7 separate regions of the Mus musculus genome follow, and all the other regions are linked to region 7. A link is a contact called in public HiChIP or PLAC-seq and promoter capture Hi-C data. All regions are on one chromosome and are shown on one strand. Each heading gives the region's core, a stretch centred on a gene start, on an enhancer-like site or on the middle of the called end of the contact. The rest is flanking DNA. Distances are from core to core; before and after follow the strand shown.

Region 1 (2,700 bases), core at 52-2,551, 1.7 Mb before region 7:
ACCTTGAGTTCTAGCATTCGGGAGGCAGAGGCAAGCAGAGCTCTGTGACTTCGAGGCCAGACTGCTCTACATAGTGAGTTCCAGCACAGCCAGGCTACATAATCGAGAGACAAACAAACAAAATTGCAAAAGCAGGGAAAAAAAAAACCGCACACAACTTTCACAAATCGAAAATGAGAAGGAGTCTACTAAAAGGTAAGGAACGACTGCTCCAGAAGTCTTCAACATGCTCTAGTTCTGATCTCTTCAATGTCCTCCTCATTCACGGAACTCCAGAACTGGCAGCCTTCCCTGGGGCCGTCCAGGACTCCTTACCTAGACCTAACGTCCTCTAACGTCCTGACTGAAATACCACCTTTGCAAGAATGAAAGGATTCCTTGTCCCCACCATCTTCTAAGTACTATACAATTAATAATCGCATATCGTTGACTGTTTGTTTCTTTTTACATAAGCTCCCAAGGAGCTCGATCTTTGTTCTGTTCACTGATACTTAGCACAAGCTTTCCAGGATCGTACCTGGCACACAGTAGGAGCGCAGAAAGTATTTCCCGAGTGAATGCACTTCTCGACTAGAATTGCAGTTTGGAAGGGGGGAGATGAAATGGGAAGAAGCGGGAGGAGGATGCTCTGGGCAGACACCGAAAGAGGCCAAGGCCGACCCACATACAGCAGCGCGGACGCAAAGCAGTGCACCACCCGCGACAGAGACGAACTCTCAGGACTCGCGGAGAAAAGTCCCGGGCAGAGCACACACACCGGGCTGCGGGCTGCCGGGGGAACCCCGTCGGGTTCCCGACCACGCAAGCTTTCTCTTCCCTTCCCGGATACCTGGGGCGCCGGAGCCGCCGGACCTCCCGGGCTCCGGCTCCCGCCCACAGGCGCGGTGGCGAGCGACAGGGCCCTGCCCCAGCACCTGCCCGGCCTGCCGCAGGGGTCCGGGCCGCGGCCAGCCCGGGAGGCCCCAGAGCGCCCCGCCCGGCACCCCGGCAGGAAGCGCCCCTGCCCCGGCCGCTCCACCCGCCGCCGCGCTCGCCCGGCGCACTCTCACCTCAGGGCGTACGTACGACACGAAGGAGGGCTTGGGCGCCTTGGTGCCGCCGCCACCGCCGACTCCCCCTTTCCCCAGCATCCCGCCGCCTTGCGAAGCAACGAAGCCGAAGCGCGGCGACAGCAGAGGCGGCGGCTCCGGCTCAGGTTCCGGCAGCGGCGGCGGCCACCAGCACCAGCGGCCGGGGCTCCGCCCATCCCTAGGGCCGCGGCGGCGGCAGCAGTACCGCCCGCATCCGGCTCCGCCGCTGACACCGTTCGCTCCGCCCAGGCCACGCGCCCCGCCTAGCGACCGTGGGACACGCCCACCGCCGCTCGCTCTGCTCCGGCTGAGGTCCCGCCCACAGCATGGGACTGGCCACGCCCACCCCTTGTTGGCCGAGGTATTTGCTCTAGCCAATGCGGAGAGCGTTCTCTCCGGGCTTCCCCACGATTGGCTAGCGAGAATGTCGCCATTTGCCCAATGGTCCTGCCGTCGCTAAGTTGTTGCGGGCAAGTCGTTCTACCCATTTTGCTTCTTTTACTGGCCAGCAGCTTTGAAATTCAGCTTGCTGAACAGAATGCCTCCGCAGAAGCTTCAAAACCACACCGACGACGTTCAGACTTTAGACGAATGAAGAGAGACAGAGCGGATAGGAACTGACTAAAGTGACGTAAAATGTTGTGTTCAACTTCAAACTTCTTTTGTTTGTCGCTTGGTTTCTAACTGGTAAGATATCAAAAGCCCTTAAGACTTATCTGCTCTCCCAAGTTATCGACAAACCTCTCATATTAAGCCAAGATAGCAAATAAAACACACACACACACACACACACACACACACACACTATTCATTTCTATTCATTTGAATTCCACCTTTGGGGCACTTGCCTCGCGTGAGCAAGACCAAATTGAATTCTCCCTGTGGAGCATTGTGTTAGAAGAATAAGATACGATGCAGCTCACCCGAAGTTGTTCCATCTACTGTGAAAAGCCAATAAACATTTGCAGTTAATTTTTCAAGTGTCAGGCACCTTGCTATGCCTTAGTCTGACCAACTGCACCACCCCCTTGTATTTCTTTTAAAATTCCCAACTAAGTACTACAAGTGACACGGAAGGGTGGTTAGTGCACACCTGCTATTCCAGCACCTGGAAGGCCAGACAGAAAGATAGTGAATTTGTGGCCAGCTCGGACTACTTAGGAAGTCCCCAGGCAACCTAGATCACAAATAAGACCTTCCTCTCAAAACCTAGCAATTAACTGTGCTTTTCCACGTTGGTTCCCAGGAAGGAGAGGTGACCTCTCTGATTCCGATATGCCAGACAGATTCTGTTGCTTTTGTTTCCAGGATCTGACCCAACCCATAAACAGAAATGCTGGCTTTTGATAGAAATTCACCAAGCAAATGTCCCTTTCTGCCGGCCGTCAAGCTAACGTTAAGTGTTACTAGATCACCCTGATCTTTAACATCTGCTGAAGGTCAAGCCCTGTTGTAATACGACTCTGAAAACTTGACACTGTCTCTGGGTCTGTACACTTCCCAGGAATGGGAGCCAACAAAAGAAACGTTTTAAATACCAAAAAACCAGCTGGTTTGCCACCCTCTTCTGATTGTGTCCGTCCCCCTCCCCCATGTGATACTGTGAGGAAGAAGTGGACTTGGAGATTAT
Region 2 (2,700 bases), core at 74-2,573, 1.9 Mb before region 7:
ACACAAATAAAATTACGTTAATTCTTTAAATTATTTTAGAATTTACAATACAATTACATCTTTCCCCCTTTCCTTTCCCTCCCTCCAAGCCATCCCATACACTCCCCTTGCTCTGTTTCAAACACATGGCCTTTTTTTTCATTAACTGCTGTTATTTACACTATGCATAAATACATACATATATTTATTTTTTTAATGACAAAATACTTTTATAGGTCTGTGGACCAGTGCTAGAGATTTAGCTCAACTGGGAAGTTTGCCTATCCCAGATGTACAAACATAAACCAAGGATGGTGGAAGTGCCTGCAATCCCAACCTGGCACTGCACTCTAGGAGTAGAAGCAGAAGGATCATGATAAGTTCCTGGACACGCTCAGCCACAGAGCTGGAGGCCAGCCAAGGGTGCTGGAGACCCTGTCCCAATAATAAACAGTGTGTCAAAGTACTTGCTACCCCAATATATAGTAACTCCAGAAACCACATGGTGGAAGGAGAGCCAGCTCTCACAAGTTGTCCTCTGACCTCCAGACAGCACCCCACCCCCCACATCCACATACAAATAAATACAGAAGATATTTTCTTAAATAATTTTTAAAGGTTGTAGAAACCTGCCCTAGCCACCTTCTGTGAAGATTCTGGCCTTGGAAAGTAATAAAGATTATTTTCTTTCCCTAAAAAATAAAACACCAAACAAAGAGGAAATAAGATGATCAAAATGTGGGAAGAACTGATTACAACAAGGGCCAGAAGAGGCCAGGCTCCTCACAAGCTTTCTCTTCTGGAAACAGAAGGCATAAGGAAATAAGACTTACTGCCTGCCAACCACACCCATCACTTTATACAACACAGCTGCCATAGAAGTCACTGATTTTGAAGTTTGGGGCTTCTGATACCTCCAGAGAGTGAACAGTATTCCAGAGAAGAGAAATAATGGAAACAACCACAGACTCTGGGCTTACATCTAGGGAAAAGAAACCAAAATACTTGAGGTTTCCAGATTTCCTAGCCCAGATGGTCTGGGATTACAAAAAAACAGAGGGGAGGGGGATACTTTTTTACACACACAGACACAGACACAGACACAGACACAGACACAGACACAGACACAGACACAGACACAGAGAGAGAGAGAGAGAGAGAGAGAGAGAGAGAGAGAGAGAGAGAGAGAGAGGCACAGAGACAGATTGATTCAGTGAAAAGGCATAGGTAAGTAGCTGAATGAGTCAAATATTCACTAAATTATCATGTCCAGGATGGTCAGGAACTTACGGCAATAGTGGAAGCTGGGCTCTGTGGCAGAGCACTTGCCTAGTATGCTCAAGGTCAGAGTTTGACCCTCAGCACTGAAAGAGAGTGAAGAAGAGGGAGTATCAGGAGCCAGCCAACAGCATTTGTTTCAGCCTAAGTCCTTTTTAATTTTTATTTATTTATTTATTTATTTATTTATTTTGGTTTTTTGGTTTTTCGAGACAGGGTTTCCCTGTATAGCCCTGGCTGTCCAGGAACTCACTTTGTAGACCTCGAACTCAGAAATCCGCCTGCCTCTGCCTCCAGAGTGCTGGGATTAAAGGTGTGCGCCACCACGCCCGGCTCTAAATCCTTTTTAGCCCTTAGGTCCTATAACAGGTTATGAGACAGACCACAAATAGAGGTCTGTTTTGCCCAGGAAACAATGAGGTCTAAAAATTCAAAAACATTTAGTCTAGTTCTCCCAAGGAGGAGTCAAAAAAGACAAAGCTACAAGTCAAAACCATGGGTAGTTTGTGTTGGTTACTTTGTCAATTTGACACAAACTACAGCCACAAGAGAGAACCTAAATTGAGAAAAGGTCCCCATAAGATTATCCTATATGCAAGCCTGTAGGGTACTTTCTTGATAGATGATTGATGTGGAAGGACCCATCCCACTATGGGTGATGCCGTCTCCAGCAGGTGGTCTTGCATATATAAGAAAGTAACTGAGCAAGCCAGGAACAAGCCAGCATCCCTGTGGGCTCTGCTTCGGTGCCTGGTTACATTTTCTATCTTGACTTTCCTTTATGACAGACTACAACTATAAGCTGAAATAAATCCTTTCCTGTCCAAATTACCTTTAGTGATGTTTATTTGTTTAAATCACAGCAACAGAAATATAACTAGGACAATAGTCCCATGGCTCCTGATCTGAGGGTTCTTCTCTAGTCCCTAGTCTACACCTTCTGTTTTTCTCTGAAGTTGGTATCCAATCATACCCAAATCATCTGGAGTGCTGTCTCCTATGTATACTGATTGTCCCTTAAAAGCTAAAAATCTAGGCTGGTGAGATGGCTCAGTGGGTAAGAGCACCCGACTGCTCTTCTGAAGGTCCGAAGTTCAAATCCCAGCAACCACATGGTGGCTCACAACCATCCGTAATGAGATCTGACTCCCTCTTCTGGAGGGTCTGAAGACAGCTACAGTGTACTTACATGTAATAAATAAATAAATAAATAAATCTTTAAAAAAAAAAAAGCTAAAAATCTTAGAAACCTCAGCACTTAGCAAAGGAACTGATACATGAATGACATATTTTGATTAACTGAAAATACGAATTACCAGTTAAACTTGTTTAATCTCAAAAACTGGCAAATCCTACTCAATAACTAAATTTAAATACATGTAATTTCTGTTTTTTGTTTTAAATGGTATAAAATTATTTAACAATTGTATAAGAAACTGAAAC
Region 3 (2,700 bases), core at 5-2,504, 1.6 Mb before region 7:
GGAGCCGTCCTCAATGGCTCCAAAGGCTACACACGCATCATCTACCCTAGGAACTTCGCACATCTTTTTCGGTCTAACAGCTAAACGATTCACAGGTGGTTGGCATATTAACATCTCCGCGAGCAAGAAAACCCAAAGGGAATGAGATGGAGGCGATGACGCTGGCAAAGTGGCAGTTAATCTGAGGGGCTGGGGGCAGGGGGGTGGTTGGTGGCGTCGGGGACCCAGGGCCAAGGGAAGGTACCGACAAAGACCTGCTGTGTGATCTGGGCTCCGGGGGCGTCGCGGTAGAGGCCGCTGACTCCGCACTCCGCGCGAGGCCCCTCGGCTCACTCTCTCTCCATTCCCCGAGCCAAAGGGAAGATAAGAGGTGGGGGGGTGACAGGGTGGAGGCGGGGACCCGGGAAGCCGAGGGGCCGCAGCGGGCGGCTCGGCTCCGCTCCAAGGCCGCGGGAGGCCATTTTACCTCCGGGGCCGTCCAAGGCCCTCCACGTCCCCAACCCCTCCGCAGTCATCCCTCCCCCGTCTCGGCCCCTCCGGGGGCCGCTGTCCGCCGGAGCCGGAGGCCGAGTGCGACACGGCAGGGAAGGGCGGGTGTGGGGAGGGTGCGGGGGGCTCCCGGCCGCGCCTGCCGCGGGGACCCGGGCTCTCGGGGCGGTGCGGCGGGGGCGGGGGCGGATGCGGCCGCGGGGCCGGAGCGTCGGCGGGAGCCGGACCGCGGGGCGCGGAGGGAAGAGGAAAAAGGGAGAAGGCGGGGAGCCGTTACCTATACTGGGCCGCAGCCGCCGCCGCCGCCGCCCCGCTGTGGGTGAATCCAAAGTAGTTGCCGGTCGCCATTTTGGCATCTTCCCCCAGCCGGCTGGGCACTGCGGCGGGCACGGAGAGTCAGGTCCCATGGCGGGAGGGCAGCCGTCAAGGGGTCGGGGTGCCGAGGGATGGCAAGGGAGAGAAAAGGGGCCGTGAGAAGCCGCCCTGGCCGGCGGGGACCGCGGCCGCGCCGCCGTCCGCCTCCCTCCCCGCACTCCCTCACTCACTCGCACGCCCGGGTGGCGGCCGCCGCCTCCTCCCCGGAGCTGGCCCCAACCCCCGCGCCTACCCGCCGCCCAGGGCCGGGGCAGGGCATGGCAGAGGCCTCCACGGGCCACATTTAGACTCACCATAGGTGAAAGAAACTACAGGGCATATGGGAATCATGGGCTCGGGCTGCTGCTGCTGAACTCTGAACTCTCACCCGCTGCCTCCCTCCTCTGCCCCACTCCTCCTCAGCGGAGAACAGACCGCCGCCGCCGGCCGCACCGCGCAAGCGCGCTAGTGCGATGCATCCTGGGAGATGTAGTCCTTACGCCCCGCGCCAACCCCCCCACCCCCCACCCGGGGGCTGGCGCAGGGCCCCCCGAGGAGCGGATTTCTGGGGTGCGGATGTGGGGTTCTCTCGTGGGACTACGGGCCCGGCCTTATCCTAAGCGATGGTGACTCGCACCCGCTGCAGGGAGGCTACAAGGCGGAGGAAGAGCGCCTCGCTCGGCCGCGGGGGAGTCGGGCAGCGTGACCAGATAGCGTGACGTCTGTTGGCCTTTTCGCCGCCTTACTTTTTCACCGGTTTCCTTTACTTTTGCGGCTGCGTTTGTTCTCTCTTTCAGCCCTCCTCTCTCCTTTAATTTCCATTAACATTTGAGCTGGCCTAATTCCTGTTGCTTGTCACTGGCCTTTGGAAAGGGGAGGAGACAACGATGGGGGGGAAAAGAGCAGAGGAAGTGCTGCACCAAGCATCTGCCCAGAACCCTGCCTGTCACAGGGGTCACACATTTTGCCAAGACCCCGCCCCACCTCACAGACAAGGAGCCTTTCAGGGTCATGTTGGCGGCCCCCAACAAGGTGTTGGGCGTTGTAGATGCCAGAAACGAAACGTGACATGTTGTAGGAGCAAAACAAAATCCCTGTTCACATGGAATTTTTGTTCTGGGAAGTCTTATGACACACTAGAGCCAAAAACATAGAAAATGTGGTGGGTGGGACTGGAGTATTAGGAATAAAAACAGGACAATGAAGATAAGGGGAGTTCGGGCGGTTAGGGCAAGCCCTGGAATAGAGACCTGACAGAAGCAAGAAAACCACCCAGGTAGCTACCTGGAGGAAGGGCAGTGGAGAAGTCTATAGAGTATCAAGGAAGTCACTCTGGCTAGAACTGAGTGCGGGGATGACCAGTTCAAATGTCTTTGTGAGAGTCTTAGATTTCCTGGGTAGAGGGGCATACACCTATAAATCCCATCATTGGAGAGGCTGAGACAGGAGGATTTCCCAGAGTTCTAGACCTGCCTACACTACAGAGGGAGACAGTGTTTCAAAATAGAAACTACCCACCTATTCACTCCTTACCTGAGCTTCAAAAGAGTGCCAGGTCTCCCTGGGTCAGGATCAATACTTTATAAATAGTTCTTTACTGCATGCAACTGTGTCTTCATTACAGATGCTTTAGTGTTATCTCTGTATTGTCTCAGGCCATTTTCAGTCACACCTCCCCCACCTCCACCCCCCCCCCCCCCGCCCATTTCTTTTCTACTGCTAGGGATGGAGCTGAGATGACCTGAGCTAGCGATCGTTCTCTCTCTCTCTCTCTCTCTCTCTCTCTCTCTCTCTCTTCTCTCTCTCTCTTTCTCCTTTAGTTAGGGTCTTGCTGGCTGACCTGGAGACCTGGCACTC
Region 4 (2,704 bases), core at 28-2,527, 1.4 Mb after region 7:
GCTTGTCTCCCTTAGTCCGGTGTACCGGTTGTCTGGGTCTTCAGCCGAGGGACTGCTCATCAGAAGAGTTAGGCAAAGGCAAATAGCTTCTGGTCTGGGAGCAAGCTGTGAGTCCAGGGCCTAGACGGCGAGTGCTTTAAAGCTCTGTGTGTGTGTGTGTGTGTGTGTGTGTGTGTGTGTGTGTGTGTGTCTACTTGAAGACCAAGGTCAACATTGGGTGACTGACCACCTCAGTAGTTCTCCATGTTTCTTTTTTAATGTTTCCTTGTATGTGTGGGTTTTCTGCCTGTATCCCATGTGTGTGCAGAGTCTGTAGCGGTATCAGACCTTCTGCAACTAGAGTTAACAGACCCCTTGTTGTCTCGTGTGCTCTAGGAACCAAACTCCTGTCCTTTGCCAGAGCAACAAGTGCTCTCAGCCACAGCTCCGCCTTTTGAGTCCTTCTACCTTATTTTATAAGACCAGGTCTCTCAGTGACCCTGGAGCTCATTGATATTGCTAGACTGGCAGGCAAGCATCTATTTGCCCAGTCCTGAGGTTATAGGTAAATGCTATGCCGCCTAGGTTTTTGGGGGGTTTTTCGTTTTTTTGTTGTTGTTGTTGTTCTTTTTTCACAAATGCTACAAATCAAACTCAAGTACTTTACTGACTGAGCCAACTCCTCAGTCCCAGAACTGTTTTTTTGTTTTGTTTTTTGGGTTTGTTTTTGGTTTGTTGTTGTTGTTGTTGTTTTGGTGTTTTGTTTGTTTGTTTTTTCCTGGAACTCACTCTGTAGACCAGGCTGGCCTCGAACTCAGAAATCTGCCTGCCTCTGCCTCCCAAGTGCTGCTCCACCACTGCCCAGAAGAACTGGTTTTACTAAAATAAAATTACTATGCAGACCCCAATGTAAATGTAGGTAAATACAATAAAGTCAGCCCTCTCAATCTATGGGTTCTGTATCCAGATTCAACCATTAACAGATCAAAAAATAATCAGGAAAAACTACTGTATCTGTATTGAACATCTAAGAACTTTTCTCGGCATGAGTCGCTGATCAGTTGAGTGTAACACACAGCATTTACATCATATTAGATATAAGTAAGCAGACAAGAAGATGTGCATAGTGACTTCAGTGCCCTTGGATTTGAGCATCCAAAAGGGAACCTGGAGTCATTCTCCCAGGGATACAAAAGCATGCCTTGACTGAGAAGTGGCTTTTATCTAGGAGCAAGCTTTGCTTACAAAGGAATGGTTTTGACAGTCTCAGGGCAGGTGTGCTGCTGCCATCTAGTGGTCAGCAGCCAGAACTGCTGCTGAACAGCACAGAAATCCAGCAAAATTGTCAACACTGTTAGGATTGAATAATCCAACTAGAAACCTGATAAGTTAGCATTTACACCTTCAACTTTTTAATTCATCTAAAAGACAATGTGGGTGAACACAGGCGTTTCAAGTCAGGTGGGGAATAACCATAGTGTTGGTCAAGCTGACACTTGGCTGTTTTTGTGCTCTGTGTGTAACACTGAGAGTCTTAATTTGTACAGCTAAGAGGTTGCAAAAGGAATGGTGTTTGTTGTTGTTCTTGTTGTTCTTGTTACTCCATAGCTCAGCCTTGGGCTAATATTCAATCTAGCTGCATGAAGCCAAATCAATTTAGGTACTAAAATCAACCCCGCCCGGTGTCTTGAGCGTGTTATTAGCTCACCCTGGGGAGAGGTAATTTACTTATTATGTTTAAAAAGATGTGAACCAAACATCTTGAAATGCATCCTAACACTTAGGTTGTATTTGGAAACTGTTTGTCTGGGGCTTGAGAAGAAGAAAGATCTGTCAGGCTAACATAATTGGTCTTCATGAGTGGTCTGAGATCTACATTTGAACCATTGTCATTGCAGGTGCCTGTCTTCAGACAGAGAGGCAGAGTAGACCTGTAAAACTGCAGCCATGTCTTGATTTCCTATCACTCCTTATGCGGTACTTCGACATTTTTCCCTTTAAACACTTTATATTCTTATAGAATAATTATATGGCTATTCTCAGAAATCAAGATGATATAAAAATACACAGAGCAAAACAGACACACCACGAGCAGACTTCCTGAATGCTATGAATGAAGCTAGAATGGAGGGAAGAGAGTAAGGCGGAGTGGGTAGGTCGCCTGTAGCAAGAAGGGACTGCCTTTGTATAGAACGGCCAGGGAGGACCTCTGATCCTATAAACACCTGAATACATAGAGGTTTGTGGAAGGACATTCTGGTGCAAGATGTGGTGACCAAAGAGAAGACCTCTTATCTAAATGAGAAATACGTAGGCGCTTGTGGGAGAACATTCTGGAGCAAAGGACCATGGGTACAAAGGCCTTTGGTGTGGGAGCTAACCTATGAGGTGGAGCAAAGGACCATGGGTACAAAGGCCTTTGGTATGAGGTGGTAGCAGAGGTAAGGCCGCCAACACAGTAGGAAGGAGCTGTGGCTATGCTGAGCGAGGCAGTGCTGTGACCTGACCTACCCTTGAAACTATGCACTCTGGTGCCACATTGAGAAAAGGCTGGAGGTGGGGGTGTTGGGGGAGGGGCAAACAGGGAGGACAGTTAGGAAACTAGGGTGGTAATGGCTGAGGTGCTAAGAAAAAGGATCAGATCTGAGCACATTTGGGACTGGCATAACAGGATTTGGTGACAGCAGACTGGGTATGAAGAGGAAGTAACACAGTTAACTGTGAT
Region 5 (2,700 bases), core at 176-2,675, 1.8 Mb after region 7:
AAGACAGACTCTTGCCCTCAAAGAACTTATCATTGAGTTGAGAAGCCCCGACTTGACCTGATCTGGGAATCAAGGGCACAGGGCCAAGGCAGCACATAATTAAGTGTTAAGCAATCGAATGCAGATGCTAAGGGATCTGAGGGACAAGAGGAAAGAAAAGATCACGGAGGGCTGAGGCTGACAAGAGACCGAAGATTCTCATTAAATTGTTAAAGTAGTGTTATGGTAGGAAGTTGTTACAATTGCTGCTAATTTGACAGGTCAGGCACTCTTACAACCAACCATTACTTTCCAACTAGCAGCTGTTCCAAAGCACATACATGAACAATTAAGTCTGGCAGGGAACTTTTTTTTTTTTTTTTAAAACATAGCTCCCTGGATTTGCTAATGAGGAACAAAATGACATATTTTGGTGTTTGGATGACAGACACGAAAACTGAGCAGACTTTGCGTGGGGATCTTAGGGAACCAGCAAATAGAATGTGGGCTGTGATCTTGGGTGTGTTTTCATGTTTCTAGTGAGCCGTTTTCCTTCACCTCAACAAGTTCTTAAAACTGAGGAGAGAGGGGTAAGTCACTCTCAACAACTCCTTTTTTAACTTGCAGGTTGTATATTTGTGCAGTCCGTTTTCCTTTTAAGAAAAATGGCAAAAAGCTAGGTATGGTGGCACACACCTTTAGTCCTAGCACTTGCAAGGCAGGGACAGGCAGGTGGATCTTTGAGTTCAAGGCCAATTCGGTCTGCAGAGTTGGTTCCAGGACAGCCAGAGCTACACAGAGAAATCCTGTCTTGAAAACCCAAAACCCAACTAACCAGCCAACTATACACCACACACACACACACACACACACACACACACACACAGGAAGGAAGAGAGAGAAAGAGAGAGAGAGAGAGAGAGAGAGAGAGAGAGAGAGAGAGAGAGAGAGAGAGATGGAGGAAGAGAACAGAAAAGGAGAGAGAGAAAGAACAAGAAAACAAAAACCAAGAGAACTTTCTAACTCCTGAAAACGGGGATGGGGGCACTCAGCATTCTTTAAACGGAAGCAATTGAATAGCTTACCTTTGGAAGTCATGAGTGTGCATCTGCACTCTTGGTCTTAAAACAGAGTTTACTTTCTAGTTTGGCAGCGATCCTGATTTTTTTGTGTTTCTTACCTTTTTCTGTCCGCAGAGCAGGCAGCCAGAGCCCAATCAGATTCCTTATATTGGAGTTTTAAACTGTAAAACAGGGGCATGTCTCACCTTGTGTTTTGAGTAACTTTATACAAGTTGAGAGGGCGGCAGTAAGCATTCTCCTCTCTATACTTAATTGTATTCAGGATCCTTCCAAGAAATTTCAGTTATGTCCCCAATGCTAAAGGGGTGGGGTGCTACAACAGTTGTGTGAGCAGGCAAAAGAACACCCTCTGACGTCCCCTGAAGGGGAGGCAACCTGAAATGAGGTAATTAAACGTGGCCTTGGAGAAGTCTCCCAGACGTTCTAATCCGGACTTCCAGCGTCCATGTGTGTGAGCGCTTTAGTTTTCGATTCTCTCAGGTCCTGATTTTGCGTTTCTAATATAAGTGAACTAACAAGGCGTGAACGTGGTCTACGGAGCAAAACAAAGCCATAAAGCGTGCTTCTGTGGTGCCAAGATTAATCAATATTCCGGGGAGCTCGGGCTCCCCCCTCCTCCTGCTGTTTTCATTTTCCCACTCCCCCTTTCCCCAGTACAGGCTCCTCCTCTTTTCTTAAGTTGCCTGATAGTAAGTGGCGGTTTCAGAGCACATGCATGTTGTCAGGGCCAGCCTGCTCCGCCGCTCGCTAAGCTGTTACTCCGAGCTACCTGCTGGGGAATTCACCTCCACGTAGCCCGGGGTGTCTTCCTCCCATCCCAGAGTCAGAAAAGGTAAGCGCAGCCTTCTGTAGCCCGCGGGGCTCAGTTTTGCGTCCCACTTTTCTGTTTGCTGAGCGCCGGAGTAAAGCTAGCCATATTGGTAGGTAAGGTCCTGTTCGGACCGAGAGCAGCCGGCGTGTGCTAACTATGCAAGCCCAGTCCTCTCTGGGTTTGAAATTCAGTCGATCGAGGTTGGGGGTGGGGGAGTAGACGGACGTTCGAGATCTAGAATAAAAATCAAGATTGAACGGGTGTACTTTAAGGGGAACTGGCGGGTTAAGGACATCAGAATTATTAGTTTAAAAAAAATCTGGACTCTCCTCTCTTTATCCCCCCTCTTTAAACTTTTAATCTAGTGTAAAGTATTAAATACACTGCAGGTCTTACTATCAATGATCTCAACCTACAATTTTATTTAAAAGTCAAAACTCTTAAGTCTTTTTTTTTCCAACCTTGGATTTACCGAAAGCCTGCGAGTTGCAGCTACCTCCCCCACAGATGCACACGCTGGCTCCGACTCTGCCAGATACACACGTCCACAGGCGCTGCTGATCATCGCCAAAGTCTAGGGCTTAGGATTCATGTACAGCGGCAGGAGGAAGCCCTTGATTGCCAGCAAGGAAAATGGTTAGGCGTTTGTATTTAAATAACCTAAGAGCACTTTAAAGAAACCAGAAACCACACGCTGTAATGTTTGGAATGAAAGCTGGCTTCTCTCCTCCTCTATCCCCAAAATCCTAAATTTCAAAATACGGAGACAGCAGTGAAGGTCTCCTCCTCGCATGGCTTGCGGGTTTGCCCTGAACACAGATGGTGCTT
Region 6 (2,700 bases), core at 101-2,600, 1.4 Mb before region 7:
AGTCCCTTTTAGTTGCCTGGTTTAGCAAATAGTACCTTAGGGTGATGCTTTTCAAGCTCCGCGACACTTCCTGGAGCGGAATCATTTATCCAACATCGGAAGCAACAAGTTTCGCTTTTCTGGTCTCAGTGACCCCGCGGAGGGGCTGCGCACTGGGACACGGTGACGCTGCGCCCACTGTGATTCTAGCGTGTCCCAGCAGCCCAGAGGGAGGAGGGCACCCACGCCGGGTGGGGGAAGGAGCGGTGCGACACCGTGCAGGCCAGATGGGCTTACCAGCTCTGCAAATGAATTTTCCTGCACCAGGACCTTGTTCCTTGTTCCCCGACCTTGCTCCAGGGACCAGAAAGGTCAGGTGCGGGACAGGACTGGGCGCACCCAGACAGAACGTGGCCAGATCAAGAAAAGAGGTGAGAGTCTATGGAGTTTTGCAAGGAAGCCACCAATTTGGAGAAACATTTCCCCTTCGTTTTTGCAGTGTGTGTGTATGAGTGTGTGCTTTGTGTATGTGCGCGCACTCATTTCTTTCAAACATATATACACTTTTTTTTTTTTTTTTTTTTTTAATCCTGGGGTTGGAGAAAGCGGAGCCAGGGAGAGGCGGGGACCTTAGAGTAACGCTGTGCCGCGAGGTCTCCCGCGGGTGTAGACGTGGGCGGTTGCGGCTTTGGGCCAAATCTGAGCACCGGCAACTAGTGGGGCTTAGGGACCCGGCAACCGCGAGTAGGCCAGGGGTGCGGGGAGGAGCCCTGATGTAAGAATGTTAATGAGAGGCTCCCCCAGCCCAGCCCCCACCCCGCCCCACCCCCACCCACCCCACCCGTTGCAGAGACAAGCCCGGCCTCGGCGCGCCATGTGTGGTAACGCGCTGCGCCGCTGCCACGCTATTTAAACCCCGGCTATGGATCCAGAAAGCCGCGCGAATCAATGGGATCAAACGCGAAGGAGGTGCACCGTCAATTACAAGCACTTGGACAAGTTTAACTTTTTTTTTTCTTTTACAAATAAGGCCTTCAAACGCAACCTTAGCAACGCCCAAATAAGAAGCCACCTCTAAGCCAAATAGCCTATGTGCAAAGGGAGGGAGAATATATATATTGATAATAAGTCTATATGTATATTACAGACGCACAGGTTTACATTCTGTGAACTTTTTTCTTTCTTTCTTTGCTTTAAAATTTTTTTTTTTATTTTTTAAACCTAGGGACATTGTAGAGGAATCTTCCTATCTTTTGGCGAGTTACTGAAGGGGGTATTCTGTTTTCTTGGAGCGCCCAAGGGGGCGCAGGGACAGAGGAAAGAAAAGAGCTGGGAGGAAAAGGGCAGGGTGGGTGGGGGGCAGAGGGCGAGCCGGCGGCCAGGGCGAGCGCTTGCTGGCAACACGATGCGGTCCTTGCTGCTGTTCACTTTCTCGGCGTGCGTGCTGCTGGCCCGGGTGCTGCTGGCTGGCGGCGCGAGCAGCGGCGCCGGGGACACCCGGCCAGGCAGCAGGCGCCGGGCGAGAGAGGCGCTGGCGGCTCAAAAGATCGAGGTGCTTGTTCTATTGCCCCGGGACGATTCGTACTTGTTCTCGCTGGCCCGGGTGAGGCCGGCCATCGAGTACGCGCTGCGTAGCGTGGAGGGCAATGGCACCGGGAGGAAGCTGCTGCCGCCAGGCACTCGCTTCCAGGTGGCCTACGAAGACTCGGACTGCGGCAACCGCGCGCTCTTCAGTCTTGTGGACCGCGTGGCGGCGGCGCGCGGCGCCAAGCCGGATCTCATCCTGGGGCCCGTGTGCGAGTACGCGGCGGCGCCGGTGGCTCGGCTGGCGTCTCACTGGGACCTGCCGATGCTGTCCGCAGGAGCGCTGGCCGCCGGTTTCCAGCACAAGGACACGGAATACTCGCACCTCACGCGCGTGGCGCCTGCCTACGCCAAGATGGGAGAGATGATGCTCGCTCTGTTTCGCCACCACCACTGGAGCCGTGCAGCCCTGGTCTACAGCGACGACAAACTCGAGAGGAACTGTTATTTCACCCTCGAGGGGGTCCACGAGGTTTTTCAGGAGGAGGGGTTGCACACGTCTGCCTACAATTTCGACGAGACCAAAGACTTGGACCTGGACGACATAGTGCGCTACATCCAAGGCAGCGAGCGAGGTGAGCGGGAGCGGGACCAGGGGGGTCCTTGGCTCTGACTCAGCGGTTCTCAGTGGCTCTCCCCCAAACCCCACCAAGTCAATCTTCTGCAGACCCCACCCTTCCCCGTAACCCAAGGACCCGTGGAGGTCGCGCGGGGGCTTGTCCAAGTGTGAGCTGCCTGATCCAGGGACGGGTGGAGGATAGCCCATCGCGGTGGAAGGGGTGTGCCTACACAGTCTCGGGGAGGTGGATCTGGCCAGTCGAGGGAACGTCTGAGCCGCTTGCTAGCGCCATCCCAGGTATGACAGGTGTGGCTAAACACCAAGGGTTTTCCCCCTCTTCGACAGCTCCGGAGTCCCGTGAGTTCCAGGAATTCCCTACTCTGTCCATTGCAGTCGCGCGCCCCCTGGCAGGGCCACAGCGTCTGGGGACGCCCCAGCAGTCTCGCAGCTTCTTGACTAGCTGGGGGTTGGGACGCATCTCCTGGCTCCCCTGGCTGCTCTTTCCACTGACCCTAGGTCTCTTTTTAAAGCCTTCCTTTTAGATTCCTTCCATGCCCTTTCTAGTGTCTTACAAGCTT
Region 7 (2,700 bases), core at 188-2,687:
TCTATCTATCTATCTATCTATCTATCTATCTACCTGTCATTCAGCACTCAGGTTTCTCTTAGGTCATATAAATATCTTAACTTTTATTAAATATTTCCATGTAAAGGAACAGGTTTTTGCGGGTTGTAAAAAAAAAGACATGTATTTAAAAATTATTTTATTTTTTTAAATCAGAAAGCTGGTTTTAAACTCATGGCAATCATTTTTGTTTTGGTCTCCCAGTTGCTGGCAATCACAGGCATGAAACATCATCTCTAGTCAGGCAACTCAGTCTTCTAGAGTTTGCAAACAAAAGCACACAGGGAGGAAGAAAAAAAAAATGTGTCCACCCCCACCCCACCCCACCCTCATCAAGGAAAGTTCTCAGGAGAGGAAATGCTTTATATAAACTTTTTGTTGTTTTGTTTTGTTTTGTTTTTCAAGACAGGGTTTCTCTGTATAGCCCTGGCTGTCCTGGAACTCACTTTGTAGACCAGGATGGCCTTGAACTCAGAAATCTGCCTGCCTCTGCCACCCAAGTGCTGGGATTAAAGGCATGTGCCACCACCGCCTAGCTCCTCTTTTCTTTTTAAGGTCTTGTCTTAGCAAGGCTGGATGTTAAGACATTTCACAACACTGGTTAGTTGATGTTTCTTTATGACTTATTCTTAGGAAGAGTACTTGTTATGATGTGGACATTTTCTGCTTAATATATGTGTAAAAGAACCTAGTCTGGCTGTGGAGGCCAGTAAGCCCAGCACTTGGGAAGCAGAGACAGGATCATGAATTTAACTCATTATTCAAGCAGGCCTTGAATTCACAGATAATTGAAGGTGTGGTTCGGAATTCCTGAATAAACTGGCCTCTGCCTCCTGGGTGGAGGCTGGGATTAAAGCTGTGTTCTTCATACCGGGCACCTAGCCTGGCTTTTGGTACGCTACCTTTAAGATGCTTTAAAAACTGATTTAGGCAATGACCTTATTTACTGTCCCTTATTATGCATTATCAGGCAAGATGGGGGGGGGGGGGAATTAAGAGATCCTAGGAAGTGGTAGCTGAAGAGAATTGAAAAGATGGTAAATCCCGGTGTGTTTCCACCACGAACTTCTGGCTGAAACTCAGCACTTAACTCCTTGAAGCTCCAGTTGCCTCGTCTGCAGAGAACTAATCCGAAGGTCCGGAAGGTATTTCCCAAACTACTTCCTTATCAAGCCTACCTTGCCCTGCCTTCAGGCCGGCTAGGAGTGCCACCCAAACAGCCTACTGTGTCCCTCACAATGACTCTCGGCGTGGCTCCCCCGCCCAGCCTCCCCTGCCCAGGCCCCGCCTCCGCGGCGCGCCGCTCCCCCGGAACCCAGCCCAGCCCCCGCCCATGCGGAGCTGTCGGCGCCGCCCCCTCCGCGCGCCCGCGTGCCGCAGCCCGCGTCGTCCACCGCCGCGCGCCTCCGCCACCCCGCGCCGCTGCCGCCGCCGCCGCCGGGCTCGCTGGCTGGCGGGCTGCTGGCGCCGGGCTCCCGCCGGAGGAGAGGACAGCCAGCGCCGCCGCTGCGGCTTCTGCCCGGGCCCGGGCGTCGGCCCCGCCCCGGGCCCCGGCCCGGTGTCCAGCCCCGCCATGAAGTGTCACTACGAGGCGCTGGGGGTGCGGCGCGACGCCAGCGAGGAGGAGCTCAAGAAGGCCTATCGGAAGCTGGCCCTGAGGTGGCACCCGGGTAGGTGACCGGCGGGCGGGGACCCAGCCGGCCGACCCCGGGCCTGGCGGGGCGCACGCCGTGGGGACGGCGGGGCCCTGCCCGCACCGCCGAGGGGAAGCGGGCTCGGCGCTCAGCCGCCTCCGGCTCCTGCGGCCGGGCTGCCGGCCCCTCACGTCGCCCGGCCAGCCGGGGGACAGGCTTTTAAACAGGCCCGCTCGCGCCCGCCTTCCCAATGCCCAGGCTCCCGCAGACCCGGCCCCGCACGGGACACGAGTTTGCCACGGCGGGAGACCTGGGCGAGGTTCCTTAGGAGTTTGCTTCCCCGGCATGGTTGCTGTGGTTGTGAAACGGGTCTGCGGGACTTTTGGCGAAGTCTCTTCATCTACCAGGCTTCGAAACTTCGGAGTTGAACCCCGTCTGTTTGGGAGTCCCGAGGCTCAATCCCGCCTCTCTGGGTACTGGGAATTAAAGCCAGCGCCGCGCACCTGCTGCCAGGCGCTCCAGCATCCACAACACCGCCCCTGGTTTTTTTTTTAACGAATCACTTTTGAGATGGGGTCTCTCGCTACGTTGCCAAGGTAGCCTTTGAACGAGTGATCGTCCTGCCTCACCTTACCAAGTAAATTACATGCAATTACTTGGGATTACTGTCCATTGCCATCAGGCATGGGTGATTTTACATACTTTTTTTTCTTCGTGACTGGTTTACCTGTTTTTTGTTGTAGTTGTGTTTTAAGAATAGTTTCGGTTTACCTTTAAGCTGTTCTTACCAGAGTCTACAGAAGATGGATAGTCATATAAATGACTAATAAGTTTGGAGTGTTTGTTTGTTTGTTTAAAGGAGGAAAAAACGCCATATAACGCAAACAAGTTGAAGCTCAGTTTTTCTCATCCCTGTCGAGAAGATGCAAGTCACATGCATGAGGGTATAATATGTAGATTTTGGTTTTTTGTTTTGTTTTTAGCTGGTTTTTTGTTGTTGTTGTTGGTTTTGGTTTTGGTTTTTCGAGACAGGGTTTCTCTGTGTAGC

The links. Promoter capture Hi-C pulls out the DNA fragments that hold promoters and counts their contacts. HiChIP or PLAC-seq counts read pairs in DNA pulled down with a chosen protein or histone mark. Capture Hi-C pulls out chosen DNA fragments and counts their contacts.
Region 1: a promoter capture Hi-C map of liver shows a contact between it and region 7, with 4 times the contacts expected there. The contact joins the promoter of Mtmr12 here to the promoter of Dnajc21 in region 7. A contact is called at or near these places in 5 of 39 promoter capture datasets (the 3T3-L1 cell line, hippocampal neurons, liver and 1 more), 1 of 115 datasets of contacts at active chromatin or transcription factors (astrocytes) and 1 of 9 other capture datasets (liver).
Region 2: a promoter capture Hi-C map of liver shows a contact between it and region 7, with 6 times the contacts expected there. The contact joins the enhancer-like site here to the promoter of Dnajc21 in region 7. A contact is called at or near these places in 3 of 39 promoter capture datasets (hippocampal neurons, liver and pre-B cells) and 1 of 9 other capture datasets (macrophages).
Region 3: a promoter capture Hi-C map of liver shows a contact between it and region 7, with 2.9 times the contacts expected there. The contact joins the promoter of Zfr here to the promoter of Dnajc21 in region 7. A contact is called at or near these places in 4 of 39 promoter capture datasets (hematopoietic stem and progenitor cells, hippocampal neurons, liver and 1 more), 2 of 484 Hi-C or Micro-C datasets (CD4 T cells and embryonic stem cells) and 1 of 9 other capture datasets (liver).
Region 4: a contact with region 7 is called in a promoter capture Hi-C map of liver, with 4 times the contacts expected there. The contact joins the enhancer-like site here to the promoter of Dnajc21 in region 7. A contact is called at or near these places in 17 of 39 promoter capture datasets (the 3T3-L1 cell line, 3T3-L1-derived adipocytes, the C10 cell line and 12 more), 1 of 15 datasets of contacts at CTCF or cohesin (large pre-B cells), 6 of 484 Hi-C or Micro-C datasets (the Ba/F3 cell line, Th2 cells, adipose-derived mesenchymal stem cells and 3 more), 13 of 115 datasets of contacts at active chromatin or transcription factors (the 230-238 cell line, the SCID.adh cell line, acute myeloid leukemia and 7 more) and 2 of 9 other capture datasets (embryonic stem cells and macrophages).
Region 5: a contact with region 7 is called in an H3K27ac HiChIP or PLAC-seq map of embryonic stem cells, with 4 times the contacts expected there. The contact joins the promoter of Slc1a3 here to the promoter of Dnajc21 in region 7. A contact is called at or near these places in 2 of 39 promoter capture datasets (cranial neural crest and hippocampal neurons) and 1 of 115 datasets of contacts at active chromatin or transcription factors (embryonic stem cells).
Region 6: a contact with region 7 is called in a promoter capture Hi-C map of hippocampal neurons, with 2.7 times the contacts expected there. The contact joins the promoter of Npr3 here to the promoter of Dnajc21 in region 7. A contact is called at or near these places in 1 of 39 promoter capture datasets (hippocampal neurons) and 1 of 115 datasets of contacts at active chromatin or transcription factors (embryonic stem cells).

The regions. Positions count from the first base shown.
Region 1 is chr15:12,203,629-12,206,328 of GRCm38.p6, reverse strand. Mtmr12 (myotubularin related protein 12) reads right to left here and starts at 1,301. Exons shown (of 16, transcript NM_172958.4): 1 at 1,050-1,301. The coding sequence starts at 1,130.
Region 2 is chr15:12,329,219-12,331,918 of GRCm38.p6, reverse strand. All of the region lies in intron 1 of Golph3 (golgi phosphoprotein 3), which reads right to left. Among named protein-coding and RNA genes, the nearest start is that of Golph3, 9.1 kb to the right of the region's middle. Within about 2 kb of position 1,323, at least 13 of the 459 cell types and tissues checked have an H3K27ac peak or open chromatin away from gene starts, as enhancers often do. A contact at or near this core is called in liver, where this site is marked.
Region 3 is chr15:12,116,405-12,119,104 of GRCm38.p6, reverse strand. Zfr (zinc finger RNA binding protein) reads right to left here and starts at 1,254. Exons shown (of 20, transcript NM_011767.2): 1 at 1,158-1,254; 2 at 767-866. The coding sequence starts at 1,194.
Region 4 is chr15:9,118,779-9,121,482 of GRCm38.p6, reverse strand. All of the region lies in intron 7 of Skp2 (S-phase kinase-associated protein 2), which reads left to right. Among named protein-coding and RNA genes, the nearest start is that of Skp2, 20 kb to the left of the region's middle. Within about 2 kb of position 1,277, at least 14 of the 459 cell types and tissues checked have an H3K27ac peak or open chromatin away from gene starts, as enhancers often do. A contact at or near this core is called in bone marrow-derived macrophages, hepatocytes and liver, where this site is marked.
Region 5 is chr15:8,709,532-8,712,231 of GRCm38.p6, reverse strand. It overlaps Slc1a3 (solute carrier family 1 (glial high affinity glutamate transporter), member 3), which reads left to right and starts at 1,425. Exons shown (of 10, transcript NM_148938.3): 1 at 1,425-1,893. Gm31340 (a long non-coding RNA gene) reads right to left here and starts at 1,206. Exons shown (of 5, transcript XR_383822.2): 1 at 1,160-1,206.
Region 6 is chr15:11,904,324-11,907,023 of GRCm38.p6, reverse strand. Npr3 (natriuretic peptide receptor 3) reads left to right here and starts at 1,350. Exons shown (of 8, transcript NM_008728.2): 1 at 1,350-2,138. The coding sequence starts at 1,385. Gm5144 (predicted gene 5144) reads right to left here and starts at 499. Exons shown (of 2, transcript NR_131059.1): 1 at 36-499.
Region 7 is chr15:10,469,253-10,471,952 of GRCm38.p6, reverse strand. Dnajc21 (DnaJ heat shock protein family (Hsp40) member C21) reads left to right here and starts at 1,437. Exons shown (of 12, transcript NM_030046.2): 1 at 1,437-1,688. The coding sequence starts at 1,592.